Linked DNA regions of Mus musculus: region 1 is linked to region 2. A link is a contact called in public Hi-C data. All regions are on one chromosome and are shown on one strand. Each heading gives the region's core, a stretch centred on a gene start, on an enhancer-like site or on the middle of the called end of the contact. The rest is flanking DNA. Distances are from core to core; before and after follow the strand shown.

Region 1 (5,996 bases), core at 1,029-3,528, 210 kb before region 2:
GCAGGAGCATTAGGTGTTCATGGCCAGCCTCTACTACAGAGAAAGGTGGAGGCCAGATTGGGCTATAAAATGAAACCCTGTCTCAAAAACAATAACAACAACAAAACAACAAACAAACAAAACAAGACTCTCTTGGGCTCTGGCATATTTAGAGATTGAGAGAGAACTCTCCCCATCATGAGGTTTCCCAGATCCTGAGGTCAGATAGGACTCACCCAGTACCCAGAACTAATCCACACTGACCGGTTGGAGACATAGCCCAGTGGTAGAATGTCTGTCTAGCATATGTGGGTGGCCCTGGCTTGATCCCAACACTGGAGAAGGGTTGGGGGGGGCAAGAATATATGAGAGAATATGAAATGATCCATCTTGTCCAGGAATGTGAGGAACTCCTCCATCTGAGGTGGTTGTAGCTTCCATCTCAGAGAGAACAGGGATGCTAGGAGCCTAGGCTTATGAAGGGGAATGTTTCTGAGCATCCTGTCTGATTCTCACCAGGGTCTCTAATTTTGTGTGTGACCGGAATCATGACTTTTTCACAATGGACCCGCAGGCCATCAGGTTTAGTAGATAAAGAACCAGAAAGGAATTGAGTGGCTTTTCCCTGAGCCTGTGACTAGTAACTCTCCACCTTTGTCACAGAACACGAGTCACAGGCATGGTCCTTCTGCTGCCAAAGCCCTGTCTATATCCATAATTGGCCACAGTGCTAAGTATATTGTTTCCTGATAACTAAAGAACTGGAGCTGGAGGAATAACTCACCTGGTGAGGCACTTACTGTCCTGGACTCCATGGGGTATGGACTCCATGGGGTAGCTGCACACACACACACACACACGCACGCACGCACGCACGCACGCACGCACGCACACATACACACACAGATCTTGGCAGGTAACTGGTGGTTTGTCCTACCTGTTTGGAGGGAAGTCGTTCTTTCCCCTAAGCACTCAGAAAGTGTTGGGTATCACAAGTAATGTCATTCTCAGGACCCCCAGATCTCTAGTGCAAACACATGTTCTAGCCCACACCCCCAGACACTATGTACCTCCAGGGGCAACTCGCTCCTCCTCGGTGCCTTATACTTGTACATGAACTCCAACAGGTCCTCCTCCTCCTCGTCAGAAAACGCCAGTGGGTTTCGGACCTGGTGGGGCTCCCATGACTTCACACCACCCTCATTCACATCTCCCTCAACCACTTAATGTCCATCTAACAAAGGAGACAAAGGACAGCGAGAAGGGGTCAGTGTGGAAGGGAGCAAGGATGGCAGGAAGGGTGATTAGGTACACAGCACAACAAACCTGTTAGGACAGCCAGGGCCCCCTATCTGAAGAAGCCGTACTGTCTTTAGGGGGGACTCAGGAAAGTGAAGGTATAAGTGGAAGCCTTAGCAGAGTGTACAGAATCAACTGCAGACTCAGAAGCCATTGAACAGCTCCCAGGAGGATAGAAGACACTTCCTTAACTCTGAGACTTGCCATGCCCTGTTCTTAGATCTGTGACTGGACAATGGAAGAGTGGACAACAGAAATAGCCTTCTCTGAAGACAAGAACTGTGCCTCCGAGGGGTGATGCTTTCTAACTCGTACACACAGGAGATGCTGACAGTGCAGTACCCTTGTCTATGCAGCACCAGGCATCCTGGAAGAGACAGTATGTAAAATGTAGGCCTAGAGACCTAATGGATGCAGATTTTTCATTTCAAAATACCTGGTGCTAGATAGAAGAGGACCCTCATAAAGATGCAAAATCTGAATGTATCTCCCACCCCACCCCCATGCGACAGCAAGATTCTTACTTCAGTGAAACTTGAATGAGCTATAGGCAAAGCTCCAGAATTAAGTTGGCCCATTGAATGCAGCCATGTCATTGAGCCAGAATGTCCTAGCTTAGGCAGAATGCAAATTACTTTCTGCTATACCCAGTTTATCTCGAATCCACGGACACATGGTTCTATTCTTGGTCTGTTATCTTCATCCAGAACATAGTTCTATTCTTGGTATGTTGTCTTCATCCAGAGTTACAGAAGATAGAGCTAGAGGGTCCACAACTCATCCGATTCCACCACTCTGACGTCTACATACAGACTCCTGAGCTCTTGTTGGGACACCCTGCTACTGCTTCTAAAATCCTATTCAGGCGCAGAACGGGCTAGTTGCTGTGTAACAGTAGTCCTTGTGGAATTAACTAAAAGCTGCAACTAAGAGTGTTTCGTGTTTCCAGTTTCCAGTGCTCCATAGCAGCCAGCAGAGGGCAGCATGAGCCCATAGCTGCTGTCAGCCGGCCTTATAGGGCTGAGCCGTGGGTGGAGAGCCATCTGCTCAGGCTGTGTGAGCCTTGTCAGCCTGACATCATAAATTTGCCTTGATTTTTTTTTCTTTCTTTCTTCACTTTGTGCCTCTCGCAGACTGTTTACTCCGAGTATAGTTGCTTTCTTGTCCTTCCCTGCCTAAATCAGCTTGTTGAACTTGAGAGCAGTAATGCCACCTTTCTTGAACACTCTGGTCTTCCAAAGTTGCCTGAGCCCCAGATAATGCCTAGAATCTATACCCTGCAGCTCCTGCCATATGCCCTGGTTCTCTTGTGGGCCACAGTGTCTCAGCAGAAAACATCCTGAGTTGTGGGGCTGTGGCTGCTCATCCCTTGTCCTCTGAGTGTCTGAGGAAGGCCTGGGCACTCAGCTGGTCCGGATCATCTAGTGATCTCAATGGAAGCCTGTTGTCATTTTAGACAGTTCAGCTCTGCTCCACACTGGAGCATGGCTCTCACTAACCAGGACATCCCTCTAGACACAGATTCCTCCTGTCTGGAAAGAAGAATAAGGTCCAGACCTAGTTAGGACCCAAGGCTCTCAGGCCAAAGTAAAAATGCAGAAGCATCCTGGCTAGCTCCACCCCTCAAAAACCTACATCTTCAGGATGAGTTCATCCTAGCTGAGTTTAGACCTCTGAACAGGTGTGTGCTGTTCCCTTAAATGAAGAGTTTTCCCCTGCCAGTTGTTATGATAACCCAGAGACACCGCAGGATCCTTGGGTATATAATTCCTCAGTCTGCCCACCAGAATGTCCTGAGGCTGAGCATCTAAACCACACACTAACCACAATGATAACCACCTCATAGGTGGGCATGCATGCCAGTACCCCTAACTCTGGGAAACGGAGGCAGAAATTTTCTTTGGGTTAGCCTGGGCCACAAAGTGAGTTCCAGGCTAGTCTCGGCTCCAGTGTGGAGACCCTGTCTCAGACACAAAAGCAAAATAAAACGAAGAAAGAAACAAAAATCAGGGCCCATCTCGGCACTGAAACTCTTAACAGGGCTTTGTGCATGCTTCCCACTGCAACCTTGAACAAGAAGCGTAGTTTGAAAAGAAGTAGTTCTGTGACTCCCAGGAGTGGCGATCATTACAGATATCTAGGCAGGAGTAGAAGCCTGGCCTGATCTGGGCAGAGGCTGGGAGCACAGGAGGCCAGTGTGGGTGGCTGGGAGACAGAAAGAGAGACACAGAACCCTGCCTAAAAACACCCCAATTGTTAGGATGGTCCTGTGTGTCTGCCAAGTGTGCTGTTGGTATTTACTATCTTTTTTTTTTTTTTTTAAGATTTATTTATTATCGTATCCAAGTAATCTGTAGCTGTCTTCAGACGCACCAAAAGAGGGCATCAGATCTCATTACGGATGGTTGTGAGCCACCATGTGGTTGCTGGGATTTGAACTCAGGATCTTTGGAAGAGCAGTCAGTGCTCTTAACCACTCTCTTAACCATCTCTCAAGCCCCGGTATTTACTGTCTTATCTTTACTTTTCTGAATGATGGAAATCAAATCCAGGCCATTGCACATGCCGGGCAGATGCTCTACCACTCAGCCAAGTCCCTAGTCCCTTGTTTGTATAATCTGCCTCACTCTTGGGATAGCCATGCCTCTGAGTGCCAATGCACCATGGACGCTGGTTAACTGTATTTCCCTCTTCAGGGTGTGAGGAATGACCAGGCAGCATGCATTTACAATTTTCTCCTGATCCTATCTTCCTTTCTTCTCACTTCCCACTTTCACTTTCTTACTTTGGCTCACTGTTTCTCACACACACACACACACACACACACATGCATGCACACATACAGATACACATATGCATACATACATTCATACATACGTGCATACACACATATACTTTTTGGAACAAGCAGCAGAGTAAATAAGAAATAAGTCACACTGGATTTGTCCACACTGAGGAGTGGTACTAATCTGATAATCAAGGACAAGTGACTGGGCAGGAAACTACAGAGTGTATCTGTAGATTTGCATAGACTTGTGATCTAATATGTCCTCTGCCCAATGGCTAAGACTCCAAGACCCTGAGAACTTGTGTGGATATATGCTCTCCCATAAGAGGTCCTCCCAACCCTTTAGCAAAGGTACCCCAAGCCTGGAGCTCACTGAACTGTCATGGTTGGGTCAAGGTCGATGGTTTCTACTTAAAGACAGGGGTCCCTGTTGTCTTCCACAATCGGGCACCTGCATGTGTTAGTGTCGGCTCAGCACTGGAGGATAGAAAGGAGGGGCTGGGTAGTCTCAGTCCTTTAAAGACCTGAACAGATCTGCCAGCCCTAGGCGCTGAGCCACCCACCCACAGTGCAGCACGACACCCAGGTTAGCATACATCCCACACGGCACACATTAGTGATGCAAGGCAGCAGATGTGCTGACGGGACATGCCTGTCTGAACACTTACATCCAGGATCCCAGCAGTCACCAAGGAGGAAGAAAAGAACAACCTGTTAGAGAAGGGGCTTTGGAACGAAACCCGCGTGTACTTAAATTTATGCCCTGCTGACTTGACTTTAAAAGGGCCCGATACACCTCTCTGACTGATGACAGGCAGCTCAGGGAGGAAGAGAGAAAAAAGGGGAGGAAAGGTGGTGGACAGGAAGATTCTCCAAAGAGACAGAACTATGCAGGAAACAGCAGGGAGCCGACTGACAATCAGAATGAAGCAGAGAGGGAGGGAGAGAACTTTCTAGTGTCTGGGAGGCATAGATTAGAACAGAACCTGACTAACAACTGCTGCGTGCTGGGCTCTGAACTCTAACGCTATGGCTGTTGCTGCCCTGTAAGGTGACTGTCAGCCCCCAAATTCCCAATTCTCCTTTCTCCACTATCTGAATTAAGACCTGGATTTGCAAATCCTTTAGAAAGTTCAGTCTCTAAGGATGACTAGAACCTTCCCATGTTCTGAACGGAACACCATCCATTCCACAGGACCCACCTCCACCCCCACCCCCAATCCTCTCAAAGCGCAGAAGCTTGAGAGTCAGCTTCCGCCCCTGCTGTGAGTCAAGCCCACTTGCCAGCACTTTCCAGTAGAGTGCCCTTCACTGGCAGAGAGCTAGAGGGACCACAGAAACACTAACCCATCCCTTCCACCTTACAGAAGGGAGAAGGAGACCCAGAAAGTGGAGAGTTGTCCCTAAGGACATAGAGGTTCCCACTGTGGAGGAATCATGGATTGGGTCCTTGCAAGGAGCTCTAGGGGGCAGGAAGAAGATTCCAGAGTAGTGGTTGGCAGCAGGACCTTAGGAGAGTAGGGAATGCAAAAGCCAAGGCTTGAGCCAAAGCTACCAGGCCTAGACTCCAAGCAGAGCCATCCCCGCTGGATGCTTCCAGCTATCTGCTGCTACTGCTCCACTCCTCCAAATGCCATCCATTCCTAGACACCTGCTGCAGTGGTCTGCAGAGTCTGTAGATCCCTACTGTCTGCTGATTTAATTGTCTGCTACATAGACTTGGACTACTACTGGTGTCCTCATAGGTGAAGGTATCTTAGAGGCAGGAATCAGAAAGAATGGGACGTTAACCAACCTGGTCCCTGGGTGATGCTGTCCTGGCTCATGGTTCTTACAACTCATCATGTAGAATGGGGGACAGACATGACCATGGCCATCTGGGGACAACGAAGAGCTGTTTCCCAGGAACTAGGAAGTCTACCAGTGTCTA
Region 2 (6,012 bases), core at 1,731-4,230:
ATCTAGGTAGGAATGGTCTGCACATTTAATGTGGACGTGCCCTACCCTGAAGACTCTCAGGCTGGTTTTCAGACAGTCCTGGGATCAGACACACCCAGAGTAATGTGTCATCCCAGAGTCTAGTTCCTCTCATGAGATACTTTTCAGCTCTATAACCTGAAACATTCCAGATCATTTGAGCATACCTGTGTAGTTCTAAATATCAAGGCTAGCCATCTCTGTCTCAGATTTGGTCTTTTTTGTATAGAAGGTACAAATGTCCTAGTATACTAAAGTAGAAAGGAAGCTTGCTTTGCAAATTATTGGGTTTCTTGTTCTAGGTTTGATGATCTGATGGCCAACATTCCACTGCCTGAGTACACCAGGCGAGATGGCAAACTGAACCTGGCTTCCAGACTGCCAAACTACTTTGTACGGCCAGACCTGGGCCCCAAGATGTACAATGCTTATGGTAAGAAGGAAATAAAACATAGTGGAAATAAAACAAGATGTTTGGAAAAATGATTAGATAGAAAGCGGCTGGACACTGCTTTCGTTCTTGCACATTTCTCTATTTCTTGGTCACATGTGTGTGTGTTTTCATAATTGCAGTTTTAAGGCAGGTTACAATTTTATAGTTTTGTTTTCTACGCCTATAATTAATAGAACTTCATAATGTGTGGTCATTTCAGTCTAGGTGGATATCTAGGTCAGTTTTGCTATTGTTTCCCACTAATGTTATTGTGTGTGTGTGTGTGTGTGTGTGTGTGTGTGTTTTGCAGAAGTTATGATGCTATAGAAGAAATGAATATCTGAGAAGGTTTTGAGATCAGTTTCTGGCTTGGTTTAAGTATTTTAGCCAGAGGTAGAGCTGTGTGTCCTAGACACCAATATATGGCAGTGCTTGTAAAAGCTTTCCTTATGATTTGGGGTGGGGGTTGTTGTATATAATCTTGGTTCTATCTGAGTTGATGCTTCCTCAAGAGTTTAGAGTCTGGTTGTTTTAGCATAATAACCCATGCCAGTATGGGTAGGCTGTGTTAAGAGTCAGTTTATCCTTCTTTTGTTGTAACGCTCCATTTCACAGTGTTGTGCAGCCACAACAGCCTGCTGTCCCAGTTACTCTTTGGGCACTCTTCTTTGGAGCTTTACTCCCAGTCTCTTATATTTATGATTTTATCAATACATCATTGGGGGCTGGAGAGGTGGTTCAGTGATTAAGAGTATTGCTGCTCTTCCAGAGAACCTGGGTCAGTTCACAGCACCCTGATCAGCAGCTCTTACGCTAATAACTTCAGCTCTAGAGGGTCTCATAACCCCTGACTCCCGAGTATATGTACACATGTGACATACACTCAACACAGACCCAAAACACTAAAAAAAAAAAGATTTAAAGTATTTTTTGTTAATAGTCTGCTTTTATGTTTTAAGTAGACTGACTTTTCAGATACGCTTTCATGTGGCCGTATGTAACTTGTTTCATTCACCTTGGTTTTGACATGTTAATTCCTTTTTGTACTTGCATTTTGTACTTTTTTTTCCACCAGATAAATACCTTTTAAATTCATTGAAAGCTGCTATGTCTAGTACAGGTGCTCTTATGCTCACCATCCAGTGTAAACCACTGTCAGCTCTTTTATTATGATTGTCTATTCCATTGTCTTCCCTTTATATGTTCTTTTACCATTTTAAAGCACATCTCAAATTTCATTATTTGAACCAAATGCCCAAGGCTTTACCTATTTGTAGGGCTGTTATTTCAGCACATTGGAAACAAAGCAAAGTAGAGCTAGGTTTTAGGGTCCTAGGTGACACAAATGGAAACTACCATCCCTTAGTTTTAGCCCCTCTCAAATAGCATCCACCAAGCAAGCTAGAAGTGAAACCTTTCTCCAAACAGTACAGCCCCCTTTCTGAGGTTGCTGTGCTTCGTTTCCTACCCAGTACAAGAGGGAGAGTGCTGGTGTCAAGAGTGGCCACAGAGCAAGGTGAGCCTCCTCCTGTGGACACACTATGAACACGGAAGAGAATTCGGTGCAGTGGGCAGTGTTCCCTCCTGCCTGCAGGTCATTTTACCACTCTGATTTCTTGTATTCTTAGTTCTAAGCATCCTGGTATACTCAGGTTTTTTTCTTTCTTTCATTCATTTTTAAGGATTGATCACTCCAGAGGATCGGAAATATGGGACCACAAATCTTCACTTAGATGTATCTGATGCAGCCAATGTCATGGTTTATGTGGGAATTCCCAAAGGACAGTGTGAACAAGAAGAAGGTAGGATCTGAATATTGAAGCTGGGCTTACTGTCTAAGCCAGGATACACTGTTCACACTTGCTTTTTCTCTTATCTAGAAGTCCTTAGAACCATCCAAGATGGAGATTCTGATGAACTCACAATCAAGAGATTTATTGAAGGAAAAGAGAAGCCAGGAGCCCTTTGGCACATATATGCTGCTAAAGACACAGAGAAGATAAGAGAATTCCTTAAAAAGGTGAGTTGCTAATCTTGTGTCATGTGGGGGGAAGCATAAGAATAGCAATACTATAAATTCCCATACAGTGCAAATCCGTATCAATTGGATGGGCTGTCAGTAGTTGCTAAGAAACAAGGATTCTAAAAAAGGGGCGGCCTCGTCTTCTGTGTTTATTTTCAGTTTTAATGCACTTGGAGATTTTTGCTGCCTTGAGTTTGCCTGATCATCATATTATACCTTTTGTTGTTGTTAATACTGCCTTGAAAATAGGAGCATTTCACTAGTTCATGAATCAGTCCTTGGCCCCAAGGTCTCATGTTCTGAATAAATTGCTAAAGTCTCAATTGGTTTTGTTCTCATTTGGTGAGAGACTCACCTTAAGTGATTGTCATTTAAAGGACTAGCAGGAGCCGGGAGAACTCAGTTTCACTGTAGTTGCAGAAGTTATGTGGAAGTTCCCAGCTCTGGAAAGATAGAGCTGTCTCTCCTGAAACTTGTTCAGTGTTGAGGCTGCTGATTACAAACCAGGGATTTGTGACTAATACTCTGAAGTCATACCTGAGTCATAGGAACATTCCTAGCCCATTTGTGGTCCTGACACCAGGTAGGTTCTTTAATATCCAGTTGCTAAAAATCAGACTATTTGACTTCTGGTCACCATATTCCCTTAATGATGTCACTTTTTTTTTGTAGTATGGTTTTCCAGACACTGAATGTAGAAATCTTTGGGACTGTTTCATAAGTCAGACAGTAAATGCAAGACAAGTTGGTTCATGAGGAATCTGTTTACATTTAAAAAGAGGAGGACCTAAATATTGTCCAAGAGAGTACAGACTGTAGGAAGTGATAGCAGGAAGCACGGTTCTGTGTTTCTCTTGATTGCATTCTGTTAGTGAGCTTGAACACTATTTCTACCAGTGGGAACGCATAACTTGAAGACGGCCTGATGTTTATTGACTACTTGTATTTTGGGAAGGGAAAACACTCTTACTGGGTTTGACATTTGCTAAGTTGCATGCTATTTTTACTGTATTGTAGGTATCAGAGGAGCAGGGTCAAGACAACCCTGCAGACCATGACCCTATCCACGATCAGAGCTGGTATTTAGACCGATCGCTGAGAAAGCGCCTCTATCAAGAGTACGGCGTGCAAGGCTGGGCTATTGTACAGTTTCTTGGGGATGTGGTGTTTATCCCAGCAGGAGCGCCACATCAGGTCAGAACCTGTTACTAATTCCTGTTTATTGCCTTTCTGCTGTGATCTTGTGGACTTCTTACAGACGTGGCTTGATGTCTTCCAGGTTCATAACTTATACAGCTGTATCAAAGTGGCTGAAGACTTTGTGTCTCCAGAGCATGTTAAACACTGCTTCTGGCTTACTCAGGAATTCCGTTACTTGTCACAGACTCATACCAACCATGAAGATAAATTGCAGGTAAAAATAGCACCAGGTCCAGGCATTTGCTGCCTATGGCTCATGATTCAGTAGTGACCTTAGAGAGTCAGCCTATCTGGCCATGTCACCGTTGGGATAGCTTTCTACCTAGTCCTACCATGCGCGTGAGTGATAAAGCTACAAGGCCAGAGAAAGCCTCACCCTGGTCATTGCTTAGGCACTGAAAGTCCTTATCCCTGGCTTAGCCACAGCCAGTGTTCTGGAACACAGGACTTTGTACTGCAGTGCTTTTGCTACTTGTGGTTGAGCAGGATTGGAAGAACTGAACATTGGGATCAGATGGGGCTGTTGTTCAGAGACTTCGAGTAGTGGTGTGAATATGTGTGTGTGGCAGCTCACATTGCAATCCCAGCTTCACTAATCCAGAGTCTGAGGAGGGTTTGAAGGCCACCCCGAGCTATACAGCAACATCACAATTTAAACTAAATCAACAGTGAATTAATGCATATTGCTTCAGGTTTGAAAACTACAAGTCTGATAAAACACTGTATACTCATCCTTGGCCAAAACTGATTGTAAGTTCTTCAGAGAAGGATGGTGTAGGTATGGCATACTGGTCTCCAGGAGCCAGAGGCCCTCAAATTACATGTTGAGCATTAATTTAAGTTCTAAGAGAAGTTTGTGTATGTGGTGAAATTATTCTTGGTGAGAGATTTTAGGTTTTAATGAAACAAGTAATTTTTTTTCTTCTGTTGCTTTAGGTGAAAAATGTTATCTACCATGCAGTGAAAGATGCAGTTGCTATGCTGAAAGCCAGTGAATCCAGTTTGGGCAAACCTTAACTCTTCTCTGCACAATGGAGATGAATTATTGGCAGCTGATCAAACTCTTCAGGCAGGATTCCTGTGGACTTTGAGATTTCCTGTTACCTCATCTTCTTTTTTAAAGTACACCTGACTTGGGAGGGTACTGTCTCTAATGTATATTTCTAGTGTTTACAGACACTAAGTGTGTATATGTAGTAACTATTTACAGACCACGCATCCTTATACTGTGACTTCACCTAGATCTTCTACCAAGCTGAAGACCCTGCTGGCTCTGAAACAATCCTTGCAGTTACTCCCCAGCTGTTCGTCTGGACAGCTCATTCAAGTGGATTTTTAACTATTAGGGATCACTGCGAAGTTTCGTTGGATTTTATTTTATGTCCTTCAGAGCACCCTCCCCCACCCACTAGGGTCCAGAAGAGCAATGGAGGAAGTGACAGCTAATGGTGCAGTTCTAAATATATATTGCATAGGACTGGCATTATATAGCAGAAATAACTACTGTATAATTCTTGGGGTTAACCATCTTTAGTTAATGGAATTTTAATTTAAATGAAGCTTTGCTAATTTTAAGTGGTAAGCATTTTGCATTAAAATATTCCTATAATATTTTGTCGCTGTTCTTTGTCCTTTATTCTTTGTTTACTCTCTCGAAAATAAAAGGGCTAAACTATTGAATTAGATAATCATTTCTTAGTGACTAATACAGCGCTGATCTGTCCTGCTTTTGTTAAGAGCCATCACCAGTTTGAAAATGGGAACTAACCAAAACCCAAATAGTGACTGTTAACTGCTAGGGTTAGGACAGCTGCACCTAAAGTCCTCATCTCTGTGAAGGGACAGCATTGGTAAAGAAGGCTACCTTGTGGTCCCTCTCCTGGGCTGCAGAAGGAATTTGTTCATTAGTGCTAAGCAGACAAGGCCTAGAGTGTAGGTGTTAACCTTCCAAGTAATAATACATTTCTAAGTCTATCGAAACAGTTGGTGAATATTTCTTAAAAGCTCCTTTGTAGATTTGGATCTAGAAGCTACACTATTGCTTAGAAATCAGCTATGTCAGAACAGCAGCGTAGGGAAGCCACCTTCAAGCCTGCTGTCAAAGGTTCTCATACAGAATTACAAGAACTGTTACCCAGAGTTGAACTTACCTTAATGACAAAAGGCAAGAGCCAGCAAGAACTTTCACATCCTCATATATACCTGAAGTTAGATTATGAACTGATCTAGTTCTTACTCTGGAATCTCTAGTGTGTTCAAAGAAGAATGTAAGAAATGTGTCAAAGAAATTGTCAGAATGGCCATGTTTAGAAAAAATCTGCATGCAACTTAAAATGAA

The links. A called contact is a pair of places that touch in the nucleus more often than the background predicts.
Region 1: a Hi-C map of cortical neurons shows a contact between it and region 2, with 1.8 times the contacts expected there. The contact joins two enhancer-like sites. A contact is called at or near these places in 4 of 15 datasets of contacts at CTCF or cohesin (embryonic stem cells, large pre-B cells and pro-B cells), 63 of 484 Hi-C or Micro-C datasets (the 3T3-L1 cell line, the AtT-20 cell line, the C10 cell line and 33 more), 14 of 115 datasets of contacts at active chromatin or transcription factors (Th17 cells, cardiomyocytes, embryonic stem cells and 6 more) and 4 of 9 other capture datasets (adipose tissue, embryonic stem cells, liver and 1 more).

What each region holds. Positions count from the first base shown.
Region 1 is chr6:71,800,548-71,806,543 of GRCm38.p6, reverse strand. The region is part of intron 6 of Reep1 (receptor accessory protein 1); the gene reads right to left. Among named protein-coding and RNA genes, the nearest start is that of Mrpl35, 20 kb to the left of the region's middle. Within about 2 kb of position 2,278, at least 53 of the 459 cell types and tissues checked have an H3K27ac peak or open chromatin away from gene starts, as enhancers often do. A contact at or near this core is called in cortical neurons, where this site is marked.
Region 2 is chr6:71,588,314-71,594,325 of GRCm38.p6, reverse strand. Kdm3a (lysine (K)-specific demethylase 3A) reads left to right here. Exons shown (of 27, transcript NM_001038695.3): 22 at 321-451; 23 at 2,134-2,253; 24 at 2,332-2,471; 25 at 3,492-3,668; 26 at 3,754-3,888; 27 at 4,611-5,356. The coding sequence ends at 4,691. Among named protein-coding and RNA genes, the nearest start is that of Kdm3a, 42 kb to the left of the region's middle. Within about 2 kb of position 2,980, at least 15 of the 459 cell types and tissues checked have an H3K27ac peak or open chromatin away from gene starts, as enhancers often do. A contact at or near this core is called in cortical neurons, where this site is marked.